Regions from separate parts of the Oryctolagus cuniculus genome. Here all the other regions are linked to region 1. Evidence: chromatin contacts called from public Hi-C data. All regions are on one chromosome and are shown on one strand. The core of a region is the stretch at or near the end of the contact, and the rest is flanking DNA. Distances in the headings are between cores, read along the strand shown. Region 1 overlaps RBPJ (recombination signal binding protein for immunoglobulin kappa J region). Region 2 has its middle 64 kb from the start of RBPJ. Region 3 overlaps LOC127490216 (a long non-coding RNA gene).

The links. A called contact is a pair of places that touch in the nucleus more often than the background predicts.
Region 2: a contact with region 1 is called in a Hi-C map of an unstated tissue, with 4 times the contacts expected there. The contact joins two enhancer-like sites. A contact is called at or near these places in 4 of 6 Hi-C or Micro-C datasets (ear pinna, embryonic fibroblasts, skin fibroblasts and 1 more).
Region 3: a Hi-C map of an unstated tissue shows a contact between it and region 1, with 8 times the contacts expected there. The contact joins two enhancer-like sites. A contact is called at or near these places in 5 of 6 Hi-C or Micro-C datasets (ear pinna, embryonic fibroblasts, psoas muscle and 2 more).

Annotation. Positions count from the first base shown.
Region 1 is chr2:21,282,624-21,286,889 of mOryCun1.1, reverse strand. The region is part of intron 2 of RBPJ (recombination signal binding protein for immunoglobulin kappa J region); the gene reads right to left. Among named protein-coding and RNA genes, the nearest start is that of RBPJ, 130 kb to the right of the region's middle. Within about 2 kb of position 1,284, at least 1 of the 8 cell types and tissues checked has an H3K27ac peak or open chromatin away from gene starts, as enhancers often do.
Region 2 is chr2:21,088,015-21,092,193 of mOryCun1.1, reverse strand. No RefSeq gene overlaps it. Among named protein-coding and RNA genes, the nearest start is that of RBPJ, 64 kb to the left of the region's middle. Within about 2 kb of position 1,968, at least 1 of the 8 cell types and tissues checked has an H3K27ac peak or open chromatin away from gene starts, as enhancers often do.
Region 3 is chr2:21,036,030-21,039,996 of mOryCun1.1, reverse strand. All of the region lies in intron 1 of LOC127490216 (a long non-coding RNA gene), which reads right to left. Among named protein-coding and RNA genes, the nearest start is that of SMIM20, 99 kb to the right of the region's middle. Within about 2 kb of position 1,831, at least 2 of the 8 cell types and tissues checked have an H3K27ac peak or open chromatin away from gene starts, as enhancers often do.

The sequences.
Region 1 (4,266 bases), core at 35-2,534:
TCTGTCCCTACCATGCTAAGCACTGTTTTGAATATTAAAATATACAAATGATTAAGAAAATGATACCTGCCTTCAAGCAACTAACAGCTTTTAAGTGTGATAATGACAATTAGTATCAATGCTTCCAAGAGAGTTATACTGTGCTTTAAAAACACATACTGCCCTGTTGGATCTAGCAAGGATATCCCCTGGCCTTAGCTTCGAATAATAACCTACTGAGGACCTGCACTTCTCAGACATGGAGAGGCGCCACACTGACAGGCTGATGCCTAGAACTCCAAGTTCTTAAATATGGCTAGAACACTGAAAATGAAGGAAAAGGGGTGGTCACTGTGGCACAGCACTTGTGATGATATTAACATCACCCATGGAGTTCAGGTCCGAGGCCTGGCTACCCTGTTTCCAACTCAGCTTCCTGCTAGTATGCCTGGGAGGTAGCAGTTGACAGCCCAAGTATTTGTATTCCTGCCAGCCACTCATTAGACCCAGAATCCCTGGCTCCTGGCTTCAACCTGGCCTAGACCAGGCTACTGCAGGCATCTGGACAGTGAAGCAGTGGACTAAAGAGCTCTCTATATCACTCTGCCTTTCAAATAAATAAATAAATCTCTTTTAACAAAAAAAAAAAAAAAAAAAAGAAGACAAATGGCAAATAATTCAGCTGAAGATGAAATAGTTAAGGAGGACTCCATATGCCACATGGGCTTTTTTTTTTTTTTTTTTTAAGATTTATTTATTTGAAAGTCTCAGTGATAGGGCTGGGGGCAGGGGTGGTGGTAACAGAGAGAGAAAGAGACTTTCCATTCACTGGCTCACTCCCCGAAAGGCCACAAAGCCAGATCAGGGCAAAGCCAGGATCCAGAACTCCATCCAGATTCCCACGTGGGTGGCCAGAGCCCAAGTACTTCAACCATCTTCTGCTGCCTTCCCAGGCACATTAGCAGGAAGCTGGATCGGAAGTAGAGTAGCCAGGACTAGAACCGGCGCTCTGTTATGGGATGCCGGTGTAGCAAGCAAGCTTACCCTGTTGCACTACATGACCCAACTTTTTTTTTAAGTATTTGCTATATGCCAAGTAAATGCTTTCACGCACTATCTAATTTAATCCTCACAACGACCACCTTATGATTTAGGAATAATAACCTGGCAGCAGATGGAAGAGGCAAGGAGAGACTGAGTTAATGTGACAGAAGTTTTCAGTGGCAGAGATAGAACTGCAACCTAGTTCAGATTAAATCCTCAGTGTGAGCTTGTAACTCTCCACTCTGCTGCCTCTCTTACTGAAGGCTAGGGGGAGCCATTGAAAGGGTTTTAAACCAAAGAGTGGCCTGATCAGATTTGCTCTCCAGCAATACTGCTCTCCAGCTTTGTGGGAGCTGGATAAAAGGGGCAAGCCTAGAAGCAGAAAGAGGTTGCCAATAGCTGCAGTAACCCAGGTGAGAAACCATGGAGCATGAACTGTGGCAGTGAGGGTGAAGGAGGTAGAGTCAGAAGATGTTTTAGGAGGGAAAACTATTAGTTTTAGTGAGTAAAAAGAAAGGTTTGAAGACAGGAATCCAGGATCCTGGTTTGGGGAACCATACAGGACATGGTATCATCTACCAGGAAGGGAGAAGTTTAACAGGTTTCACTCGTTCAGTAGCTACAGAGTATCCCCCAGGTGCAAAACACTTAGGCCACCAGTCAAGTCTGAAATTACAGTCCGGTTGTTACAAAGTATCCTTGAGAGCAAATGGTAAAGCATTTAAAAAGTATAAGGCATATTTAAAATTAGCCATTACTATTAACAGACTTGGCTTACAGTCCAATGAAAACATTCTGTGGTCCCATTTTTTAAAAATATAACTATGTGCAGAAAACAAATCAATAGAGGAAAGGCATCCCATAATTTTACAATGTGTTACTACAATTGAGTTAGACGAATCTTCAATCTCCTACACAACATGCACACACACAAATACCACTCTGTCATTTGTTTTGCTTGTCACTCTCCAAGTTTATGGGGGAAAATGTACCTGTTTTATCACCCAGGCTTTACTGTGTTATTGGGTTTTCTCTCATTCCTTTATCACTACTGTAACTTGCCAAGAACTTGGTTCATAACCTCCTTCTTGACTTCCTATAAAGCAAGACTTGCTCCACATGAGCTTATTTCAGCAACAATTCCTAGACCTCAGCCACACCTTTCAGCCAAGGATGCTCTCTGCAAATCCTAAAGCACAGAGGTTCTGGGAAGATGTGGCAACTTCTTACAACTCCCATTTTACTACAGAGTTAGGAAACTGGCCCAGGGGAAGTAAGTTAACTTAGAAATAATCACAGAGCCAGATGCCAAAAATAACAACTTTTAGTCAATCCATGAGAAAATACTGCCCCTAGTTGAAACAATGTGAATTTTAGTGTTAGAAGGAAGCAAATGCAAAATAATTAAGTCTTACAGGTCTTACTTCTAAAAATGACTCAATGCCAGAATTAAGATTTGTAAGAAATAAAACCATTTTTAACTTATGCCCTACCCATTTAAAGTGCCAAAGATTTAATGAATTATATCTTGCAAGAGTTGCTTCCCTACCCCCAACCATTTTATCTTATCTACTTAAAAGACACTGATAGAATCTTTGGTATAGGTTGATAGTCAACTTTTCAACAAAGCTAATTATTTGAAATCTATGCCTATCAGCATGGATTAGAACAGATCTGGGGGCTGGCGCCGCAGCTCACTAGGCTATTCCTCGGCCTTGCGGTGCTGGCACACCGGGTTCTAGTCCCGGTCGGGGCGCCGGATTCTGCCCCGGTTGCCCCTCTTCCAGGCCAGCTCTCTGCTGTGGCCAGGGAGTGCAGTGGAGGATGGCCCAAGTGCTTGGGCCCTGCACCCCATGGGAGACCAGGATAAGTACCTGGCTCCTGCCATCGGATCAGCGCGCTGGCCGCGGCGGCCATTGGAGGGTGAACCAACGGCAAAGGAAGACCTTTCTCTCTGTCTCTCTCTCTCTCACTGTCCACTCTGCCTGTCAAAAAAAAAAAAAAAAAAAATCTGGGGCCAGTGCTGTGGCATAGCAGGTGAAGCCTCTGGCTGCAGCTCCAGCATCCCATATGGACAACAGTCCCAGCCAGTGCCATCAGTCCTGGCTGCTTCACTTTCCAACCAGCTCCCTGCTTGTGGGCCTGGAAAAGCATATAACCCAAGTGCCTGGGCCCCTGCACCCACGTGGGAGATCTGGATGAAGCTCCTGGCCTCCCCTGGCCCAGCTCTGGTAGTTGTGGTCATTTGGGGAGTGAACCAGTGCATGGAAGATTTCTCTCTCTCTGCCTCTCCCTCTTTGTAACCCTGCCTTTCAAATAAATAAACCTTAAAAAAAATCTGAAATTACTGTGAGATATTTGTATCTTCTTATGAAAGTCTGTTTCCCTACAGAGCCATCTACAATACAGATGGATAAATTTAAAGCTTTAATAGTCAATATTCATAATCAAAGTTTCCCAGCCACAATTCACCCTATATATTTCTAAATATGCTGTTGCTTGATATAATTTAAAGGGGCTGTTTTATCTGGCCACCATTCAAAGGTCTTACATGATTTACAAAAACTCAAACTGTAAAAGTGCTTATTAAACATTTGTGTGCTCATCCTTAATACCTTTCATTTTTACTTTGCTTACAGTGTGCCAAGTGTGCCAAGATATTATCTTTAAAAAAAAAGGTTATGTACTAAGAGAAGGAGGACAAATAATTGTTGATAAAATCCACTTCCAGAACCAGACTGCCAATTTATACAAAAACCTCACTTATCAATCGTGTAACCCATGGTTTTCCACTAACTAAAATTCGAAGTACTAATTCTAAATTAAGCAAGCCTTTAAAAAATGCTTTCAACGCACCACCATTTCTTATACTAGATTCTGCATATCAGGGGCACTTTATGTGGAGTTGGGTGTGTAACTAAATGGGCAAAGTAGTGATCAACCAGTAAGAAAAAGAAACCCTTAAAGATACATTCAGGAGAGTAATCGGGGTGACTCTAATACTTCTTACTTCTAAAACCAGAATAATTCAGGCCACAAAATACTCCACCACACCACGCCCTCACAAGCAGAACCCGGAGCCTTTAACATTACCATAACAGTAAGAACTGGCAACAGTTTAATACTCCTTAGACATTAGGAAGTGCCTTTAGAATGACCCCACTAAAGGCTCGTTTCTGAGTCTTCTAATTATTTCATTAATACATCCCACAAAGATCCCTGAAGCAGTACTCATCACCAGAA
Region 2 (4,179 bases), core at 719-3,218, 200 kb after region 1:
CTCTCTCTCTCTGTCTGCCCGTCCTTCTCTCTCTGTGTAACCCTTTCAAATGAATAAATAAATCTTTTTAAAAAATCAGAGAGAAATGGAATTAAAAGATAAGCTCATATTGGTGCAAAGAATTTCTAAAATTCCTGCATTTTTTTCATAATACACATTTTCTTGAACTTTTTGAAGATCCCTTCAGATTCCCAAAATTTTTTGCAACAACAATTTTTAAAGATTGATTGGTTGATTTGAAAGGCAGAGAGAGAGAGAGAAGAGCAGAGAGAGAGATCTTTCATCCACTGGTTTACTCCTCAAATGACCACAGCAGCTAGGCTGAAGCCAGGGGCCAGAAGCTTCCTCCAGGTCTCCCACATGGATGCAGGGGCCCAAGCACTTTGGCCATCCTCTGCTGCTTTCTCAGACGCATTAGCACGGAGCAGGATCAATAGTGGGTTAGCTAGGACTTGAACTGGGATCCACGTGGGATGCCAGTTCTGCAGGCGGTAGCTTAACCCGCTGTGCCTCAGCACCAGCCCCCAATTTCATGTTTCACACAAAATTTCTGCAGTATCCTCTTACTAGTTTCCTAGGGCTGTTACACGGAGAGGCTTAAAACAATAGGAATTCCTTGTCTCCCCATTCTGGAGACCAGATGTCCAAACCACGATGTAGGGCCCACCACGGTTCTTCTGGACATCTGGGAGAACAGGACTGGCCTCTTCCAGCTCCCAGAGGCTCCAGGCCATTCTTGATTTGAGGCTGCACATTCCAATCTCTGAGGACCCTCTCTCCAAATAAGGTCATGTTCTCAGGTTCTGGAAGCTAGGTCATAAGCATCTTTTTGCTTTTTAATTGTAAAAAAAACCCAACAATTTATTTTACTTGTTCGAAAGGCAGAGTTTGAGAAAGAAAGAGAGAGAGAGAGAGAGAGAGAGAGGTCTTCCATCCACTGGTTCACTACCCAATTGGCCAAAAAGGCTGAAGCTGGACAAGGCTGGAGCTGTGACCCCGGAGCTTCATCTGGGTCTCCCATGTGAGTGGCAGGGCCCAAGCACTTGGGCCATCTTCCACTGCTTTCCCAGGATGTTATAGGGAACTGGATCAGAAGTGGAGCAGCCAGGACTTGAACTGGCGTCCACATGGAATGCCAGCATTGCAGGCAGTGGCTGAACCTGCTGTGCTACAATGTAGGTCACAATTTTTATTTATTTATTTGAAAGGCAGAGAGAGAGAGAGAGAGAAAGAGAGCAAGAGAGAGCTCCCATCTGCTGGTTCATTCTCCAAATGCCTATAACAGCCAGGGCTGGACCAAGCTGAAGCCAGAAGCCTGGAACTCAATCCAGGTCTCCCTCTTGAGTGACAGAGACTGTAGCCATCACCTGCTGCCTCCCAGAGGGAGTGAGAGCAGGCAGAAGTCCCCACAGCCACCAGAAACTGGAGAGGCGGGGAAGGACTATTCCTGGAGCCTGTGGACAGAGCGCAGCCCACACCTCGATTCCAGACTTTTGAGAATAATTTTCTGCTGTTTTAAGGCACAAAGCTTGTGGTCATTTGCCTTGGCAGCCCTAGGAAACTACTGAACATTAACAATGCGCATGACATGCTCTTAACGTTGATAGCAAGGAACAGGCGAGTAATGAGGTGCACGGAGCAGAGTCTGGGCACTCTGTAGTGGTAACTGCTCTTGTTCTAAAAAGAGGAGCCGGTGGCCTGGCTCTCACTGCTCTGCCATCTTCCTGCAGCGGTGCCGCCAGGGACCACGCTGTTGTGACCTTGGAAATGAGTTTGCTAATCCCTCCACCTGTTCTCTCTGGCATGCTAGAGTACCCTCAGGGAGCCAGCGGGCTTCAGAGCTGCTGTCTCTTGATACTGATCATGCAATAAACATGGCAGGCTGGGTAGTCAGCCAGAGAGAAGTCCTTTGGCCATTATAAGCATGATCTAATGCACTGATCACCTTGCCTGCCGACGGTGGCCAAGTAGGCTTGTGACTGGCCAGTCCCCAAAACAAGTGAACCCCTGTTACAAAGGATCCTGCCACATGGCTTCAGCTGTCCTGAAGACTGGCTTAAGTCTCAGTCCCTGGAATGTAATAATGACATAGAACTCGTGTCCTTGAGTTTATCACAACTTTCCCACCTCACCCTTTCTTAGAAATATGCGAATAAAATAACTCCACTTGCAAACCATGAGCCTTCAGAAAGGACTAGGTATCTTTCTTTACCCCCAAGGCGATGCTAACAGGAGGTTTTCTGGCTCAACTAAAAACTTGAAGGACTTTCAGTACGGAAGCACCCTAAGCCCTTGGGCCATATCCCAACCAACCCAACTGGTCATGAAAGACCTTGACCTCCAGGCTCCGGAGCTCTTGCCACGTAGGCTCCCTGCTCCTGCTCATCCCCAGCAAGGGCTTTTGCTCTACTGCATCTCTTCCCACCCCCACGTGAGCTGAGTCTCAGCAGCTTCTTCCCTCCATCCCCCAGAGGAAGCCCAAGTCCCTTAGCCTCAGTGCGAGCCCCGCCCCCTTTTACCTTGTTTGGCACAGAACTCAAGGTTTCCTCGTGTAGCCCTTCCCATTGCAGAATGGAATTTCCTTTTGCACAGATAAAAGCTCAAGTCAGTGCTTTTTTTTTTTTTCTCTCTACCAGAAAGCCTTGGCCCCCGTAGACCAGTTAGGTTTCCATTTTTAGAAACACAAAGAATTGGCAGAAGCTTTGAAATTGCAGTTCTTCCATAAAGATCCCACTCTCAGGCCGAATCAGAATCCACACACTGAATTCCCCACCCTTCAGTTCCATCACAGACCCAGTTATCTCCATGCCCACAGCGACCTTGACCTTCACAGAGCAGAAGTTCTACTTCCTCTTCCTTAATCAGCACTGGGTGACTTTGGGCTAGAAGATTTCACCTGCCTGAGAGTCATGCTCCCTGTCTAGAAAATGGGATTAGTAATACCTTTCACACAGGGATATTGTGATAATATATTTATTTATTTGAAAGGCAGAGTTACAGAGAGAGAGAAGGAGAGGCAGAGAGAGAGAGAGAGAGAGAGAGAGAGAGAGCGGTTTTCCATCCACTGGTTCACTCCCCAGTTAGCCTCAATGGCCAGAGCTGTGCTGATCCGAAGCCGGGGACCAGGAGCCTCCTCTGGGGCTCCCACGTGGGTGCAGGGGCCAAAGGACTTGGGCCATCTTCTACTGCTTTCCCAGGCTGTAGCAGAGAGCTGGATTGGAAGTGGGGTAGCCAGGACTCGAACCAATGCCCATATGGGATGCCGGCACTGCAGTTGGCAGCTTTACGCACTATGCCACAGCACCGGCCCAAGAAAATATTTTAACTTAAGAAAACTGTCCATCAGGGTGCATGGTACACACAAAAAATATTCAATAAATTCCAGGCTCTTCTACTTTCTATCACTAGATGATTAAATAGTCATTTGCTTTGCTGTATTATACAAGTATTGTAATAGAGTACTATGGATTATATGAAGGATCAGAAACTCGAGAACAAAGACACACAGAGCCCCTTGCAAGGGAACCCAAGTGCTGAGTTTTATGGACTAGCCTCTTAGCTATGTATTTGCATATTTCTAGATTTATTTCTTTGTGATTAATTCCCAGTTGTGGAATTGGCAGTCAAGGGATAAATAAATTTTTAGAATTGTGGCTACACATTGCCAAATTGCCCTATGGAAAATCTGTTCCAGCTTATGTCTCCCACAGCGGTGTGTCAAAGAGCCTGTTTCTTGGAATTCTGAGTTTTTCTTAAAATTTATTAATTTGATGGATGAAAAGCGCTATCTCATACTGGTTGTACAACTGTTTTTCAAACTTGGAAAGCAAAGATTCACCAAGTCCAACTTATTTCTTTTAAAAGTGTGGATCCCAAGGCTCAGCGAGATTAAGTGACTTGGCCAATTCATCTAATTAGTAAGACGGCCGAAATCCATATCCTCAGTTTCCTAACCCTGGAATTCTTTCCATGCTACCACTCCAGGGAGGGAGAGTGAGCCCACAGATGAACTACTCACCTACTTAACAACAACATCCCATTAGACCTTCGGGGAAAGGTGTTGAAGAGGAAAGAGCTTTAATTAGTGTGCGGCTAATTCATCATCAGATAATGAGTTCTAGCCCTGGCCGTGCTAGCACCACCTACTGGTGACAATTTGGACTTGCCAGGATTCCCCTA
Region 3 (3,967 bases), core at 582-3,081, 250 kb after region 1:
GTCAGAAATATTATGAGAAGCTAAAAGTGACTCCTACTTGAGCTATTCAAGTCTTACTAATGCAAATGTCTCTCCATCCCTACATCCCCAGGAAACAGCAGGCCTGTTCCAAAACCTCAACAAGACAATTCCCTGGTCTTTCTTCCCTCAGCTTGAGCTCATAAGCACGCTGACTTGCATGGTTTGCATCCCTCTGAGGTTAGGGTGTTCAGTTCCATCTCAGATCTACTTCCTTCTTGTGGGTAGACAGTTATAGTAATGGCTCCCAATGGAACCAGGGCTCCCGCCCCACGTCCACACTCTTGTGCCGTCCCTCCCACGCTGACTCAGAGCTTGGCCATATGACTTGCTTTTGCTGATGGGACAGTAAATGTAACACAGAGACTTGAAAAAGCTTTATGGATCGAGCCTTTCCCTCTCTCTTGCTGCGTTTGGAACCCAGCCACCATGGAAGAAGCTGAAGCCAGCCTCTGGAGACACTTGGCCCAGCTAAGAGCCAGTACAAATGGCTAGAAAAGTGAGGAAGGCCATCTCAGCCCACCCAACCCCATTTTGAACCTACAATGATTGCCGCCCAAGGAAGGACCCCAGGTGAGGTGAGCAGAATAACCGCCAAGCTGAACCCAGGCCAAATAGTGGACACACTGGGCCATGAGTGAGTAAAGTGGTGGCTGTCTTCAGGCACTAAGCATTGCAGTACGGTGGCCTGCCCCTATCCACAAGGATGCATCTCAAGACAGTCATGAGAGCCTGAAACCTGGGAGAATGCTGAACCCTTTATATTCATCTGCTACACTTCTCCCTCTACAGACTGGCACATACCTGTCATATAGTTTAATTTACAAACTAGGCACAGTAAGAGATTAACCACAAGGGCTGGTGCTGTAGCATAGTGGGTAAAGCCGTTGCCTGTAGTGCCAGAGCATCCCATGTAGGTGCCGGTTCAAGTCCTGGCTGCTCCACTTCCGAACTAGCTCTCTGCTACGGCCTGGGAAAGCAGTAGAAGATGGCCCAAGTGCTTGGATCCCTGCACCTGTGTGGGAGATGTGGAAGAAGCTCCTGGCTTCAGACTGGCCCGGCTCTAGCCTTTGCAGACATCTGGGGAGTGAACCAGCAGATGGAAGACCTCTCTCTCTCTCTGCCTCTCTGTAACTCTGCACTTCAAATAAATAAGTCTTTTTAAAAAAAAAAAAAAGAGAGATTAACCACAACAACCAATAATAAAATAGAGTAACTGTAATGATGTAATGATATACTAGAATAAAAGTTATTTAAAAGTTATGAGTTGTGTATTTCTGGAATTTTCTGTTATATTTTCAGGTAACTGAAGCTGTGCAAAGCCAAAGTCCAGATCAAGAGGGACTGCTGTGGTTTGTTATGCAGCTCCCAGAATTCTCTTTCTGTAGGGCCAGGATTGTGGTGCAGTAAGTCAAGCCCCTCCTTGTGATGCCACCGCCCCTTATCGGAGTGCCTTGAGTCTCAGCTGCTCTGCTTCCAACCCGGCTTCCTGCTGATGCACCTGAGAAACCAGCAGGAGGTAGCTCAAGTGCTTGGGCCCCTGCCACCCACGTGGGAGGCCGAGATGGCTCCTGGCTTTGGCCTGGCCCAGCCTCAACTGTTGCAGGCATTTGAAGGAGTGATCAAGATCCTCTCTCTCTCTCTCTCTTTCTCTCTCTCTGTCCCCTCTACCCTCCCCCATCTCTCTGTAACTCTGCCTTTCAAATAAATAAAATAAACCCTCTTTAAGAGAAGAAAATTCTACTTTTTCTCCTTTCCCACCCTTCGGAAGGGCGGTGCTCTCTGCCTCCCACGAAGGGAAACCCAGCCTACACTCAGAGCACGGGTCCCCTTGGCAAAGACCCCGGGGGCTGTCCCCGCACGGACTTCGCTTCAAGAGTTAATCTGCTGCAAGCAAAGTTTCCTTTAAAAGATTTTTTTTTTGGAAAAAAAATGTGGTTTTGCTTCCAAATGATGTTCCAAAACTCTCTGGCTCACCACGGAGTAATCCCTCCACTGGAAAACGCAGGCGTGCTGTTATTTTAGAATGGCACCGGGCCTCTGGCTTCTTGATTCAGCCAGGGCTGCCGATGCTGCCTCCTAGAAAACTGCAACTGCCTAGGACAGAGAGGCTGGTTCCCCGGGGGGCAGTGCAGGAAGGCGGGACCCTCTGCCTTTTTTCCATTCGACCCCTCTCTGCCAAGCTTCGTGCTCGCCCGGCCAGAGAGGGGCTCCCCTGGAACAGCTGAACTTCTAACCTGCTTAAGTAGAGGCCCATCTGCTGGCCCTGACCCTCAGGCCTCCCCCCTCCCCGCTCGTCCTAGTTGTCCTCTGGTGAAGGCTGCACGCGCGTATGTAACACTCCAAAAATGCACGGCTGGCGGGCGCAGCACTAACAAGAACGGCTGCTAGGGAGCGACCCTGTGCCTGTTTGTTCAACCTCCCTTTCTGCTGGCCCACGATTCTGGAAAGTGGCCCACTCCTCCGGGGGAAGAGGTGTCTGCAAAGCCCACCCATGGATGGCGTGTGACCTGATTCCCCCGGCTGCAGCTGTTTGTCGGGCTGGCCCATTGGTGGGGACTCAGGATCCTGGACTGGCCTGCTTGGGAGGGCCATATCTTCTGGTAACAATTGCTCTTTCCTAGAGGAAGGTGAGCTGGGCCAGGGGTCGCTCCTAGGAAGCAGAAGCTCAGGAGGCTGCCAGGGCGCTGGAAATCACTCCCCCTCCCCCCAGCAAGGAGAGGAACTGGAGCTGGGGAGTCAATGACAGGCTCAGAGCCCAGGCCAGGGGCCTCAATGTCACCTGTACCCAGCGCTCTGGCGATTCAGGGACACAGGGATTTTTAGACCTCTCCAGTCTGGGGTGGAAGAAGGTTCACGGCCCTACATGGCTTGCTTCTCCCCAGGGCGGTGGGAGTACCCCACCCCGGTCTCTCTTCTGCAGGAAGGCTTGTTGGCAGTGCATCCATCGCTCCCTCCTTTAGGCACCCTCTGTGACCTCCATGGTCTCCCATCTGGTATTCTGACCCCATGGGCCCCTGCTTCGTTTGCAGGTTTGTCTCTTTTGAGTGGACTCTGGCCTTCATCAAGAGGGACCCTGGCTTACTTACTCCTGATCCCCAACTACCAGCCCCATGCGCTTCCTTGGTAGGCACGGAGAGAAAGCTGACTGAATGGATGAACCAGCTCCCCATTTTCCATGAGTTTATCCAGAGGGTGAGTGCCTGGGCCTGGATTTGGATCCAGGATTGTCCTAGTCTGAAACCTGTGCCAACCCTAGGGCCCCACCTTCTTTCCCGAGTCAGTGACCCGGGCACACACTGAAGAACGTGAAGAAAACCATGGAGGTCAGAGGTGCAAGTGGCCTGAAACGTCATGGAAATTTACTCCATTATTTAGGGAAATGCAATCATTTGTGTGAGCTGGTAAACTAGGGGCCAACTTGAACATTTGATATAGAGTTCTTCCAGGTGATAATCATGTTGAATTTAGCTTAGCCTGTAGGCCTATGGAAGAAAGAAGACCAAGTGCAGGTGGGAGATAACTGCTCACGCAGGTAAATCCAGGGCAGGGAGTGAGCCACCTGCAGGGATGCAGGCACTGGGGAAGGCAGAGGCTCATCTAGCACAGGACAGTGATGTGGAGAGGCGCACTGGGACCCAGTGTGGGCAGAGGTTGGGTGGTGGGGAAGTACGTGCTGTCCTCAGGGCAGTGGGGTGGCATGGGCTTTCCCTGGACGTGCAGGACGGGACATGAGGATACGTGCAGCAGAGCCAAGAGCAGGGAGGAATCGCCAGTGTCAGCAACTTGAAGCCCTGCAGCTGGGCCCTGGGGTAGAGGAGGAGAAACGCTGCCCACCAGGCCTTTGGGGAAGTGAGCAAAGGCATTGGAGAGAAAGAAGAGCGAAGGGACTGGACCGAGGAGGGTGGGGTCTCTTGGGTGGTTAGAGACAGGGAGGGGGACCACCACT